Linked DNA regions of Mus musculus: regions 2, 3 and 4 are each linked to region 1. Evidence: chromatin contacts called from public HiChIP or PLAC-seq data. All regions are on one chromosome and are shown on one strand. The core of a region is the stretch at or near the end of the contact, and the rest is flanking DNA. Distances in the headings are between cores, read along the strand shown.

Region 1 (3,283 bases), core at 310-2,809:
ATGCATTTTGTTCTACAGTCCAATCCTGCACGGAACTGTCAATTAAAATCAAGTTTACAATAAGTACCAAGGAGATTCATTTTCCAAGCAAGTTGCCATATTAACATTTCTTAGGCTATATTTTATAGCATAAAAGCCAAAACATGCCACCCAATTAAAATTCAGAATGTAAATTAGATATATAGAGCTTGCATACACAATAATCTGCTTCTCACAACAAAATATTTGTAATGTAAAATTCCTATCAGCTTTCCCCACAAAATATAACAAGGAAAATTAATATCCCTTATTGTGAAGGGAGATAGTATAATATTTTTTTCTTTTTACTAAAGAGGATATTATGAAAATAACAAAGCCACCAAAAGAAGAAACATGAATACATCGGTGGCTATATGCTAGAGTGGTACTATTTTTAAAATATGTTATGAAGCAATATCATGTGTAAAAGTTCCAGATTAATAGCTACCATCTAATTATGAACATCACTCATCAAAAATAATTAGCACGAGCAAACTAGCACAAAATGATTTAAAATGAAAGTAGAGCACTCATTATTAAAGGTCAAGATTTGGGTGCGAATGCTCCCCTGTCCCAATTCATCATTTCCTTACCGATTTTAGTATTAATCTGGAAAACTGCCAGAAAGCAAAAATCCATCATTTGTAATCTATTTTTTTCTTTTTGAGAAATCATTGGGATGAATTCTGGCACTTCTCCAGCCTCAGACAAACTGGGAAGAGCATGCACCTGCCAAGCTCAGCACAGAAAGCACATAGTCCAAGAGGGAGGGGCGGAGGAGAGATCAGACTTGCTGTTTTGGGAAGCAGAGAACTCATTCTGTTGCGGGCTGGTCCTTTAGTACAACCCCACTCAGTTTCCTTACCAAAATACCACGTGCAAGAAATCCTGTTTTCGTTGGGAGGGGTTATAGGCTGGAAGAACCAAAAATCAGAGGAAATGTAGACTCAGGGAAGGGGGAGTGGTTGGAGAAAGAATTCAAGTGACCCTGTGACGTCAGGAAGAAGCAGAGATTTAAGGAATGGAGTGGAAACTCACCGGGCTGCACAGATCTCAAAGGTCAAAATGCATATAGCCTCGCATGCTCCCCAGATGCAGGAAAAATGAAACGCCCACTCCTGAGCTTTCAATGTAAAGTAGAAGTCCGGGGGCTCAGTTGTTTCTGCCTTTGACGCTGGGGACAAGCCCTACCATGCAGAGTCTTGGCAATACTCAAAAGCAAGACCCGCCCGATTTCAGAGCCCTCTCCCGGGAATCCCCTAATACTCCTTCCCCCCACCCCCTCCCGCGCCGGAGGCTACAGACACCTTCATCTTCACTCCCCACCTTCTCCTGGCCCTCTAGCTCTTAACAGCATCGGTCTCCATGGCGACCTGAAACCGCAGCTCCCATTGGCTCGTTCAATATGAGGGCCGGGCCAATGGGGAGGGCCGGCCCTCTCCTTCCGCCCAATGGGGCGGGCGCGGAGCCTGTCTGGGGACGGCAGCGTGCTGACGTTCCCGGGTGCCGGGACTGGCCGGGCGGGCGGGCGGGCTGGCGGCGGGGCGGCGGCCTCTGAGCAGTCTAGAGGGCTCCGGGGCTGAGTGCGCGTGGACGCCGGCCGCGGCGGCGGCACTATGGGCACGGGGTAGAGGCGAGCTGCCGCCGCCACCGGGGTGGTGGGAGAGCCTCTTCGGGGGAGGGGGCGGGAGGGGAGGGAGGGGAGGGCAGCGGCGAGGCTGCCGCACTTCGGCCAGTTTGCTCCGGTGCCGCAGCGGCGACCCTTCGGCGTGGATGTCCCTGGTCCCTGGAGCGACGACGGCCTCCGCCTGAGCTGGAAAGTAAGTGCGCGGGGCTGGCGGGAGGGCTCGGGGCTCTGGGGTGCTAGCTGCCCAGAGCGCGTCGAGCCGGGACCTGGCGGCGGCCAGGCGCCCCCCGCGGCTCCCTGGCTCGGATCTCTCGGTCCCCGCCGCGTGCTCCGCCATCCCGCCCGCCTCTCCCCTCCCCCCGGCGGCGCACAACTTTGCCCCGCACAGCTCGGCGCGGCCGCTTTTCCTCCCGCACCGCGCCACCGCTTCTCGAACTTGAGCCCCGAGGCTCCCGCGCGCCGTCGTGCCCGGGACCGGCCGTCTGTGTGTCCGTCCCTCGCTCCACCGAAGCAACCGCCAGCCGTGCCTCCCACGCTCGCCCGGCGTGTCGCCCGGGCCCCCAGAGCAGCGCTGGTGCCCGTGACGACCGCCCGGAGGGTCCAGGGCTCCCAGCTTGCAGCTGCAAACCGCACGCTCCTCCCTAGCGGGCGCCCCAGCCTTAAGGCTCCAGGCTGCCCTCCCGCGCCGCACTGCCTCCTCGCGCTGCCAGGAGTTAGAGCGAGCAGCTGCACCCAACGGAGGGTCGTGGGTCCCTGTCCCCTCTTACTCCTTGGGAAACGAGAGGGCGAGCGGCGGGACCGGGTTTTGGCGGCATAGTGACTGAGTGCGACACCCGGCGAGCGCGGGCAGCGGAGGCGCCGCGGTTGCTCCGGGCGCCGCGATAGGCAGGTGTGTGCGTCCAACGGGCGACGCGCGCTGCCAGCTTGTAGGCTGGCGACAGATTGTGCTGGAATGCAAGGAATGCACCAGGGACAGAGTCCGCACGGGCCGCGGCCGCACTAGCGCCTTCCCGGCCCTGATCTCGCCGCGTAGCCAGAGGTCACGGCGCATCTTCAGAGCTGGTAAGCCTCGTTCACTCTCCTGCCTCCGCTTCTCTCCCTGCGGCAGAGGGCGGTGGAGAGGGAAGCGCGGTAGTTTTCTTGGGGCTCCAGCCTATGGTTCTGGATTTTTTGCTGCATTGGTCTCCAGGACCGTGAATTTAGGTGTCAGTGTACCCAAGGTTATTATTGATCGTTGCAGAAGGCTCTTGGCAAGTTTGCTTTTGCAAGATTTGGATAGTGCGTGGTTTTTTTTTTTTTTTTTTTTTTTAACCAGGGTTTTCTGAATACCAGCAGAGACAGGGCCGAATGTTCTTGAGTAAGCTTGCAGCCAACATCTTTTAGCTGTATCAGAAAATGTCTTTTAGTGCTCCAGGTCCGGGGTGTATTGCAAGAGATCTTGAATGCATCACTGCTGTCATGAGGATCGGAATATTTTCCATCGTCATACTGGGCTGTGTTTAGGCCTCGTATAATACATAATGAATAGTAACAGAGCAGCAGTGTTTGGCCAGCGATGGGACAGATAGAACTGTCTGGTACAGTTAAATTCGGGGCGTGTAAGTTACCACTGCAAGTAACCCGGGGACATCACAGTCA
Region 2 (3,103 bases), core at 219-2,718, 250 kb before region 1:
CTCATTATCCCAAATGCCCTTCTCGGCTCTGCGGTTACATAATTGCAGGGAATTCTAAGAACTGTTCATCAGGACATCCACACTGCTCTCTATAATTGTGGATTGTCCCCCAGCCTCAGTCACAGCAAATGGACCCTTTTCTTATTAAAATAATGGCTTCCTCCTCCTGGGTCAACATATTAAGTCACAGCAGCCACCAGTATTACCTCATGCACACAGTGGGCAACCAGTTGCCATCAAATCCTCTGGGAGATCTTAAACTAGGAGGAAATCAGTGGAACAACATGGGAAAGTGGGGGTTTAAGTATGAAAGTGAGAGTATAAACTACATTATAAAAAACCACTTCTTTCATTCATAGGTATAAATATTGAATGGGAACACTCGGTGCGACAGATCCTCCCTCTGATATAGCTCACCCTGACATTGCAGACAACGCTTCCCCAGCTCACTGTCACGGACTAAAACCCCTCCCTTACCTTTCTCTGTCTTTCACTGACTGTTCTGCCATTAACTTCTTCAGCTCTTCCAGACGCCGGAGATCTCTCTTTTCCATTTCTTGCCACTTCTGCTGTTTCATAGCCCAGTATTTTCTTATCTAGTGCATGAATGTTACACCAAATTTAAATTAACAACAGATAATGGGGGCGAGACACAAGACAACAACAGTATCCAGTTGCTCAGACAGCAAAGATCAGATTGCAATGGCATTTCATCTTTGTGTGTGTGTGTGTGTGTGTGTGTGTGCTTTAGAACTACCTATAAAATATTCGCAACAAAAAAAAATTAAAAACACAAAGATGCAAGTCTCTGGAAAGTGCTTGGCTTAGCCCTTTCTGAAGTGGAAATGTACCCTATGCTGAGACCTCGATTTTAATCTATGGCTGAAATAATTGACTTTCAGGGAACCACCGTAAAAGCATGTTACTGCCTCTGAAGAATATAACCTACCTGTTACCCAGGGGTATTTTTATCCTCTTATGGTAATGCAGTCTTTAACAAATATGGCATTAAGACTATTTTTACCTTAAAAGCATGGGTTTATTTATGCTAATGGATAGCAGGATGTTGAAAGCGTTATGCCCCTGGAGGAAGTGGCAGGAGATGGGTGGGAGGAAGGAGGGGAAGTACGAATTAACACGGTTGTGGTAAAGAGTAGTCTCGACCTATGTGGTAAAATAAAGGTCACGCTTATCAGGTTGACAAAGATGGAAGGCATTGTTCTTCCTGGGCTGGCTTTACTTCTCTCAATGGAAGCAAATAAGCATTATTTCCATGTCAGGGTTCCACAGTGTGCTTAGGCAACCCAAGTTAGTAGAAGCCGTTCCACTACTCTAGGTTGCCACGTTCCTGTCGTGAGACACTGGCTCTTGCTAGGAAAAGACAGAACGGCACCTCCTCAGTGCTGACAGGCAACAGTCTGTAGGGGCTGCCTAGCCAAACCTCCAGTGTGGCATTTCCTCTTCTGAAAGTTTAGACAGGAAAAGCTAAGTGATTTCCTGGCTGTCCTGAGCACGATGTTGTCTGATCGCTAGGAGCCTCTCAAGAGGCAGCCGAGGATCCTCTGGAGCACGGGCAGAGCAGTGATGCAGCCGAAGGGGAACAGCAGCTCAAGGCTCAGCACAGTGGAAGGTGAAACCCACTCCGCATGACTAAAGGTAGAGTTTAAAGAGAACAGAAAAAAAAAAAAAAAACCAGAAAGAAACCTACAACAAAGATAGAGAGAGAAAGAAACAGAGAAAGACAGAAAGTCAGAGACAGACACACACACACACACACACACACAGAGAGAGGGGGGGGGGAGAGCAGTTCACGTGATAAATGCCAGCAATCCCTAAGTGCCAGGCAGGATAACAGACTATCTTCATCGGGCATAAGTCATCTTTATACTTTTCTGCATTCTCTTACAGGTTTTTTGGCAATAAATATGTCTTTCATTATCACAGTGGTACTGCTACTTCAAAATTAAGCTTTAAAAGGCATATATATGAAAGACAACTTTCTCCTAGGTCATTCCAGCCCAATAATAGACGCTCACTCTTGGTGCTGGCCTAGAAGGAAGAGCAGAGCTCCTTCTGAAGACTGGCTGCTGATGCCTGCTCGCCTCTGCCATTACTTATGTTGCCTTATGCAGATCAAAGACTATGATCTCTTTCCATCTCTGCTTTCTTCCTCCAAGGCAGTCATTTACAGTGTTAAGCCTGAGTGGGGCCTTGAGAAACCTCAGGGCCATGATCTGAAAGGTTCCTCAAAGCTTCAGACTTCAGAGGACCTCGTCCTCGCTATAACTGAAATCACAGGAAAAAGAGATACTCACTGAATATAGCACCCTTTACCTGTTCTGGTCAGTGCTATCTGTGGACTTCCGGGTCACCCCCAGATCTGGTCGAGAATTCAGACACCCGAGTCACAAAGCCCTCCAGGCTACCTCTGCCGACATCGAAACTGCCTTTCAACCTGTTACTCTAATATTTTCAAGACTTTTACAAAGAATTATCTCCTCCTTCAGGATTTGATTATCATTAGCATTCTACCCATAAAATCTTAAATTATATAGCAATAGGCTCTTTGGCCAGAATTGGCCCCTCTCCATCTTCATCCTCTGGCTTTTGGCTTTGTACACTGGTTAGTTTGGCCCTGAACATGATGCTTTGCTAGTTAGTAAATCCCTTCTCTGCCCCACTAGATTGCAAAGCACGTGATTTACCAATCTTGGCGTTTCTGAATGTCTTCTAGAACAGTGTGTGCACTTAATAACCATTTGATTAATGATACAATTGTGTGAACAGGTACTAAATCCATGGCTTCCGTGAGACCTTCAGTGAAAATTATCTTTTAAAAATTAATTCCTGGTCAATAGCTCCCAATAGACACGGAGAGGCATGGAGGGAACACATTTTTCACAGGGGACACAAAAGCTCTAACCTTCCTTAAAGTCCCACCAAGGAGAGGAAGGGCTGTCCCCCCCTCAGTGGTCATATGTGCATGGTCTAGAGACACTAAAAGACCCTTATCCAGGGGTAGTTCTCCATCCTTAAATCTCCCTACTCCTCCCCCTGTGCTTCTCTTCATTACCCCTCTGTTCACTTTGTGCTGCTTCCTTCT
Region 3 (3,400 bases), core at 47-2,546, 180 kb before region 1:
ACCATCCCTGATCAAGCTGGACTACAAAGCTGTAGTAATAAAAAACACAGAGTATTGTCAAAAAACAGACACATTGATCAATGGAATTGAATCAAAGACCCAGATGTAAATCTGAGGACACCTGATTTTTGATAAAGAAGCCAGAAATATACAATGGAAAAATGGAAGCATCCTCAAGAAATGGTGCAGGTCTAAGTGGATTTACATGTAGAAGAATGCAAATAGATCCATATCTATCACCCTGCACAAAACTCACATCCAAGTGCATCAAAGATCTCAGCATAAAACCAGATACACTGAGCCTGAGCATGTTGAAACACATTGGCATAGGAGACTACTTCCTGAATAGAACACCAATAGTACAGGCACTAAGATCAACATTTAATGAGGCCAGGCAGTGGTGGCGCACGCCTTTAATCTCAGCATTTGGGAGGCAGAGGCAGGTGGATTTCTGAGTTCGAGGCCAGCCTGTTCTACAGAGTGAATTCTAGGACAGCCATGACTTCACAGAGAAACCCTGTCTCGAAAAACCAGAAAAAAAAAAAGAAAGAAAGAAAGAAAGAAAGAAAAAGGAAAGAAAAGAAAAGAAAAGAAAAAAGCAATTAATGAATGGGACATCATGAAACTGAAAAGCTTTTCTAAGTCAAAGGACACAGTCAATAGGACAAAAGAGCAGCCTATGGACTGGGAAAAGACTAAAATTTTCACCAACCCTATATCTCACAGAGGGCTAATATCCAAAATATATAAATAACTCAAAAAACTAGATACCAACAAACTAAATGATTTAATTTTAAAATGGGGTAGAGACCTAAACAGAATTCTCAACAGAGGAATCACAAATGGCTGAGAAACCCTTGAAGCGGTGTTAGGGGAGTTGGTGGGGAGGGGCTGTCCTGACTCTTACTTATGGGACCCTTCTCCTCCCATTGAGTTACCTTGTCCAGCCTTGATGCAATGGGTGGCACCTGTGGGTTTTTGTTGTTGTTGTTGTTGTTTGGGGTTGGGGGTTGTTTGTTTGTGTTTATTTGTTTGTTGTTTTGTAGCTTGTTATGCCACGTTTGTTCAATGTTCCTGGGAGGCCTGCTCTTCTCTGGGGGGAGGAGGAATGGGTGGATCTTGGGGAGAGGTGGAGAGAGTGGGAGTGGGTGAGGGAGGCTGGGGGAATGGGGAAGTAGAAACAGAGAAGAATAATTTTTAAAAAAATGTTTTTCTTATGCAAGAACACCGCTAAAAGAGACGAGCCACGGGTTGAGAGAAGATAAAAAGAGAACTTGTAGAGAGAACATGTAAAAAACATACAGTGAGGAAGAGGAAGTCAGGAAACCCATGAGAGAATCGGGCAAGACTTGAGTAGAAGGTTCACTAGCTAGATAATGAATAAAGATTCCCCGCCATTATTTTAAATGCATGTGAAAATCACAACTAGTCCCCGCTCCTTAGTCACCGAGCTAAGGCTAGAGAGGCTGCGGTACTGAGAACATGATGTGAAGGATGTGGGCTGAAAATCTGGATAGCCACTTGGGGAAACCATCTGAGCATTATTTACTCAAGCTACGCCACTCAAACCTTCTGATCCGCCCACTCTGCTCCTAAGGACCCAATAGGAATCAGCACATCCATTCAGGAAGGCGTATCCCATTATGTTCCGAATAGCAAAATTCAGGAAACCGTATAAATTGTGTTGTTATCAAATGAAATGCTATACAACATCAAAAATTTGTTTCCACACGAAATAAGGTTCAAGCAGAGATGATGAACCTAAGAAGGCTAAAGGCTGTGTACTCAATGATTTGATGTAGATACAGTTTGTGGTAGACAGAAGACACCCACAGTGGTGGTGTCTGGAGGGTGCCTAGGGTGAGGAGGGCAGTCGTTACTAAAAAGGCCGTGAGCCAGCCTCTGAGCCACAGAAATTTGTTTTATATGTCGTGTCTCTTAGCTCAGTGCTTACATAGGGTCTAATAAGTGAATTTCATTCTACAGCTCACTTAAGTGCCTGGCAGCACACAGTGCAACATACTGCACCCTGCACAGTTCAGAGGCTAATGGCAATGCTCACAAAGTGAACAGAGGAAGTGTAGGAGTGCACAGACTGTCCTCGCCCCTGTCCCCGCCCCTCCGCTCCCCCTCCTCGATCCTCGACCCCGGCCCAGTCCCCGTCCTCGCCCCCCCCCCCACTCCCCCCGACACCCGCCCCTGCCACTGTGTTCCCTATCAGCCACCAAGGATGAGAAACAAGTACAGGCTCAACAGCCTGGGGTAGATCTGGGGTAGATCAGTCTAGAGACAACTTGTACTTTTTTACGTTCCAAACTTAAGCAGTGTGAAAAGATCTTCCTACTTTTAAAAAAAAAAAAAAAAAAAAAAAAAAAAAAAGCCGATCAAACATGTTTCCTCCATGTTTTCAAACAAGCATTTGTTTTTAGATATATTACTCACTATACTATGTCTGCCAGGCTTTTTTTTTCCCCTACTAAGAGAATGAACTGTCTTATTTGTTGTGCCCTCGTGATCCTCCTAAATGACTTAGCAGGAAACCAAGATGACTATATCACGTTGTACCTTAGCACAAGTCATTTACAGTTACTGGAGCACAGCCGCAACCCACACCTTCAGTTCTAGCATGGGGACAGCGCCTCTGTGTTTGCCTGTGTGCCCCAGATACCCACACTCCAGCCTTTCAACCATACTGCTCAACTCTTCAAGAATACTGAAGCCCCTCAGTGGGCCAGAGGAAGGGCAAAGCCCTACCTACACCCCACACCTTGCTGAGGGCCACACATGACCACCAAGCTTGTTCATGCGTGCTCCAAGTGAGTCTTTCCTCCTTGGCCTTTTCAGCTCCTCCATTGTGAATGGAGTCTGGCTCAGCATCAGACAGTTCCATCTTGCCAGACCTGGTGCACATGTGGCACTTATGGCAGGTCTTAGATGTCACCATCAAAATTTCAATACTAACATCCTGTTACAGTAACCTTAGATTGAGCTTTATACAATTATGGGCCTTTTTTTTTTTTTTTTCACCTAAATGAATCACAACATCTACGGTTCAAACCAACAGTTTTCATCAAGATGGGCTTTTCAGAGAAACTGATCTTCAGATAGAATTTGAACAGAAGTAGACTCTTTGTGTTTGTTGTTTTGGTTTTTGGTTTTTTGAGACAGGGTTTCTTTGTAGCCCTGGCTATCCTGGAACTCACTCTGTAGACCAGGCTGGCCTTGAACTCAGAAATCTGCTTCCCTCTGGCCTGGCACAGGTAGACTCTTAATGTCCACCCTGGATCACAGCACCTATATGGCGTCTTACCTTGGCTTTCAGGTCAGCACATAGTTCCTGTTGCCGTCTCCTGTCCTTGGCCAGAAGGCTCCCCATTTCATGGGCTGCACAGGCTTCGAG
Region 4 (3,367 bases), core at 769-3,268, 230 kb after region 1:
CTCACTCTCTCCCTCTGAACTGGCCTGTGGTCCTTCTGGAGATGAGCTATAGGATGTGTCCGAGCCCAGGGAGGAATCAATCAGCAGAAGAGCAGACAAATGTGCTATCACATCAGCCCATTACCATCCTGCCAGGCTGCCAGCAACCTGAAAGGCAGAAACGTAATTGTTTTCCTCTTTCCAGTTCTTCAGGCCAGTTGTCTCCATGGTCACCGCTTGTCTATCTCTGCCGGTGGCTCTCCACCTGGGAGCTGTTTTGCTTCCCTGGAGGACATCTGACAAAGCCAGAGAGAGTTTTAGGGTGACACCTGGGGTGGTGGGGTCCTGGCATCTAGAAAGAAGATCCCAGGGATATGGTTGACCATCCTACATGCCAGGAAAAAAAATTATCAGGCCCCAAAAAGCATTGGTGACCTGGCCACAGTGACCATCTTTTCCTCTAATGCTTGTGTGGGCTTGAAGCTCCTGTCAAGGAAGTTCCTGCATGTGCCCAGCGCATCGGAATCTAGGGTAGTCATAATCTGCTAGGTGAATTGAGGTGGAAATCTATCTCTTATAGCCTCAGAACCCAGCAGTGCCACCAGGCCACAGTCCTGTTAAGGGCCTAAGAGAGGCCCCTTTCTTGTCTCCAACAAATTTAGTGGCTCTAGGTTTTCTTTGGCTTACGGCACTGAAAATCAATACCTGCTTCTCTCCTTTCCACAGCGTGGGGGATGGTCCCCAGGACCTCCTGCCACAGGCTAGGAAAGTGCCCCTCCCCCCCCCTGCTGATTTTACCTTTTGTTCCTATGGAAACCCATTGCCAGATCTGGAATATCTACAAGTATGACATGATTTCATTTCAGGATCTCTCACTAATTATAAAAATCCTAATACCTTACACAAATACAACAAAATAGTTACAAAGAAAAGAAAACCTTATACCAAAACCAAACAAACCAAAAATCCCTCTGAAGTTATGTGTGAATTTTCAGCCCACCACACCCTAGGAAGGAATGGCCTCTGGGCTAGGAGTGGTGACAATGGATGTTTTGAAATACAAAACCTACTGTCTATTCTGTCCATTCCTGACCCCTAAGTCCCCAAAGCATCTCTTCAGGGAAGCAAGAGCAACAGAGGTGAGCCCTACCCTTCCAGCTCTCTGTTGGTGAGTTTAGATTCCAGACGGTTTGACCTTCTCTCCCAAGTTTCTCCTATACAGTCCCTTTCCCCTCAGAAAGTACTCGAATGAAACTAGAATATCAGGGTCTGCCAGAGTCCATGGTGCCTGAGGCAGGATTTTTAGAGGCAGTATTCTGTTGTTTTCTTGGTGGTGATGTTTTCTTTTCTTGGTGGCCATTATTCTGAGGTGTGCTCTTGTTATATAGCCAAGCCTGGCCTCAAACTTGCCACCCTCCTGCCTCCTCTGTGTTAAGATTACAGCTATGAGGCCCCCATGATGACCTCGGTGGTAGCTGTAATTCAGATCAAGGCCACCAACTCACGTAGACCTCCCACTGAAAGGTAAACACCGTATTTCCATCCCTTGAACCTGGGTGAGCTTGTAGGACCTCTGTCAAAAGGAGAAGTCACATGGTCACAAATGGCTTTCTGCTCAGTTCACAGGGGCATGGTGGCAGGAGCTCACACAGTCTGAGGTCATCATGTCAGAGAGACCAAGGGAAGGACCATTGAGAGCACGGGAAGGGAGAAATGACCACAAGCCTCTTACCCTTCGTTCAAGCAATCGCAACCCAAAGCTCAAAATGTGTGCATGGAGAAACCTTCAGTTAACTTCACCTTTAGCCTCCAAGCCTTCTAGTTTGTGGCTCGGACATCACGGAGCAGGGACCAGGCATACCTAACATGACCTACTTAATCCTTGGCTGGTAGGGATCAGAAGAGGTTTTGCAGCACAGCTTGTGCGGTGGCTTGTCAGACAATAAAGAATTGAACCTGGGAAGGAGAAAGGATGTCTCACCGTATAATTCCTTGTTCCTTTTCCCCCTGTCTCTCTTTGGATCTCCATGTTAGAAAAACAGCCCCATAGGAGGGAAAGAAACTAGATGCTAGCAGCTTTAATTAATCCTCTGCCTTGCCGCAGTTTCTTGCATCATTTATATGCCTTTGCCCAAGGAAGTGGCTGATGTTCTCCCTAATTTAGGGATAAGGAAACCTTGACTTATAAGATTTGACAACGCCAGCCAGGAAGCCACCTGGGTATGAAGCTCTGCCTTACCCCTCGCCTCTATGTTGTTCCTGAGCACAGTGTATTCAGAGTTAGCACCTAGATTATCTTTGTCTAAATTAAATTTTCTGCAAGACTGTGTTCTTAGGGAAACCAAATTAAAGTACCGTTGAAAGAGCCACGGCAACTCAGGAGGATTAAGCATGTCAAAACATCCCTAGGCATGTTTCCCCCAAGATGGCACAGGCTGTTCATTTGCTTCTCTTGCGAGATTGTCTTGCTTTGAAGCTCACGGCAAATATCTTCCCCGACAGTGAAAGAGTGTGCAAGGGACTGGAGCCTGTTCCCAAGTCTATCCCCCGTGGAAAACAGAATGGCAGCAAGTTTCCTGGGGGTGGGGGTGGGGGTGGGGGTGGGGGTGGGAAAGAGCCTAGTGGCTTCAGGCTCTACAAAGTCTTCCTACCCTTTCAAGAGGTTTTCTCTTCAGAACCCCTGGTGGCAGCTGTCCAGAGGAAGAATCCAAGTCGCTTGGGTTGTTTGTTTGTTTGGTTGGTTGGTTTTGGTTTTGGTTTTGGTTTTTCGAGACAAGGTTGCCCTGGCTGACCTGGAACTCACTCTGTAGACCAGGCTGGCCTCGCACTCAGAAATCCACCTGCCTCTGCCTCCCGAGTGCTGGGATTAGAGGCGTGTGCCACCACCGCCCCGCCCACTTGTTTGTCACGTGGCCCGTGAAACAGAGACCTAAAGAAACAGCAAGACCATATCCATCACGAACAGCCCTTTGGACCTCTGATGACCCCAACAGTCAACTCCAGCTCTGCCAAGGGAGAAAGGCGATATCTAACAGGGTGATCTTTCCCTAGGTTCTGACCCACCAAAGTGTGTGGGGAGGCAGGTTACTGAGAAGCGCTTGGGAAGGTCAAGCCCAGAGGCATTGGCTCAGAAAGAGGTTAAGAGTAACCATATCTCCTATCTCCCCGCCCCCTGCCCATCTATCTCATTAGACAGTTCATGTCTTTTCTACCTAGTGCTTTGTGTCTAGCTTTCTAACCAAACATTACAAGGCAGACTAAGAGCAAAAAGCCCAGCTAAAGAAGACCAAGGAAGCAGCTGAGCCTAGCTCATTGAGTCAGACCAGGAATCTAAAGGGACTCTGACTGACATAGTAAAGCTCCTGACGAGGAAGCTAGCTGGCACATA

What was found. HiChIP or PLAC-seq counts read pairs in DNA pulled down with a chosen protein or histone mark.
Region 2: a contact with region 1 is called in an H3K27ac HiChIP or PLAC-seq map of thymic regulatory T cells, with 5 times the contacts expected there. The contact joins the enhancer-like site here to the promoter of Pkp4 in region 1. A contact is called at or near these places in 2 of 39 promoter capture datasets (hippocampal neurons and liver), 4 of 115 datasets of contacts at active chromatin or transcription factors (bone marrow-derived macrophages, memory CD8 T cells, neural progenitor cells and 1 more) and 1 of 9 other capture datasets (adipose tissue).
Region 3: an H3K4me3 HiChIP or PLAC-seq map of bone marrow-derived macrophages shows a contact between it and region 1, with 3 times the contacts expected there. The contact joins the enhancer-like site here to the promoter of Pkp4 in region 1. A contact is called at or near these places in 1 of 39 promoter capture datasets (liver), 2 of 484 Hi-C or Micro-C datasets (Sertoli cells and bone marrow-derived macrophages), 2 of 115 datasets of contacts at active chromatin or transcription factors (bone marrow-derived macrophages and embryonic stem cells) and 3 of 9 other capture datasets (adipose tissue, liver and pancreatic islet).
Region 4: an H3K27ac HiChIP or PLAC-seq map of embryonic stem cells shows a contact between it and region 1, with 2.4 times the contacts expected there. The contact joins the promoter of 5330411J11Rik here to the promoter of Pkp4 in region 1. A contact is called at or near these places in 2 of 39 promoter capture datasets (hippocampal neurons and liver), 1 of 484 Hi-C or Micro-C datasets (embryonic stem cells), 12 of 115 datasets of contacts at active chromatin or transcription factors (the 230-238 cell line, CD8 T cells, embryonic forebrain and 4 more) and 3 of 9 other capture datasets (embryonic stem cells, liver and macrophages).

The regions. Positions count from the first base shown.
Region 1 is chr2:59,159,291-59,162,573 of GRCm38.p6, forward strand. It overlaps Pkp4 (plakophilin 4), which reads left to right and starts at 1,560. Exons shown (of 22, transcript NM_026361.2): 1 at 1,560-1,838. It overlaps Ccdc148 (coiled-coil domain containing 148), which reads right to left and starts at 1,393. Exons shown (of 15, transcript NM_001372501.1): 1 at 1,057-1,393.
Region 2 is chr2:58,905,878-58,908,980 of GRCm38.p6, forward strand. Ccdc148 (coiled-coil domain containing 148) reads right to left here. Exons shown (of 15, transcript NM_001372501.1): 12 at 478-596. Among named protein-coding and RNA genes, the nearest start is that of Upp2, 150 kb to the left of the region's middle. Within about 2 kb of position 1,469, at least 45 of the 459 cell types and tissues checked have an H3K27ac peak or open chromatin away from gene starts, as enhancers often do. A contact at or near this core is called in memory CD8 T cells and thymic regulatory T cells, where this site is marked.
Region 3 is chr2:58,977,060-58,980,459 of GRCm38.p6, forward strand. It overlaps Ccdc148 (coiled-coil domain containing 148), which reads right to left. Exons shown (of 15, transcript NM_001372501.1): 10 at 3,311-3,400. Among named protein-coding and RNA genes, the nearest start is that of Ccdc148, 180 kb to the right of the region's middle. Within about 2 kb of position 1,297, at least 6 of the 459 cell types and tissues checked have an H3K27ac peak or open chromatin away from gene starts, as enhancers often do. A contact at or near this core is called in bone marrow-derived macrophages, where this site is marked.
Region 4 is chr2:59,384,664-59,388,030 of GRCm38.p6, forward strand. It overlaps 5330411J11Rik (RIKEN cDNA 5330411J11 gene), which reads right to left and starts at 2,019. Exons shown (of 3, transcript NR_040510.1): 1 at 1,961-2,019; 2 at 25-147.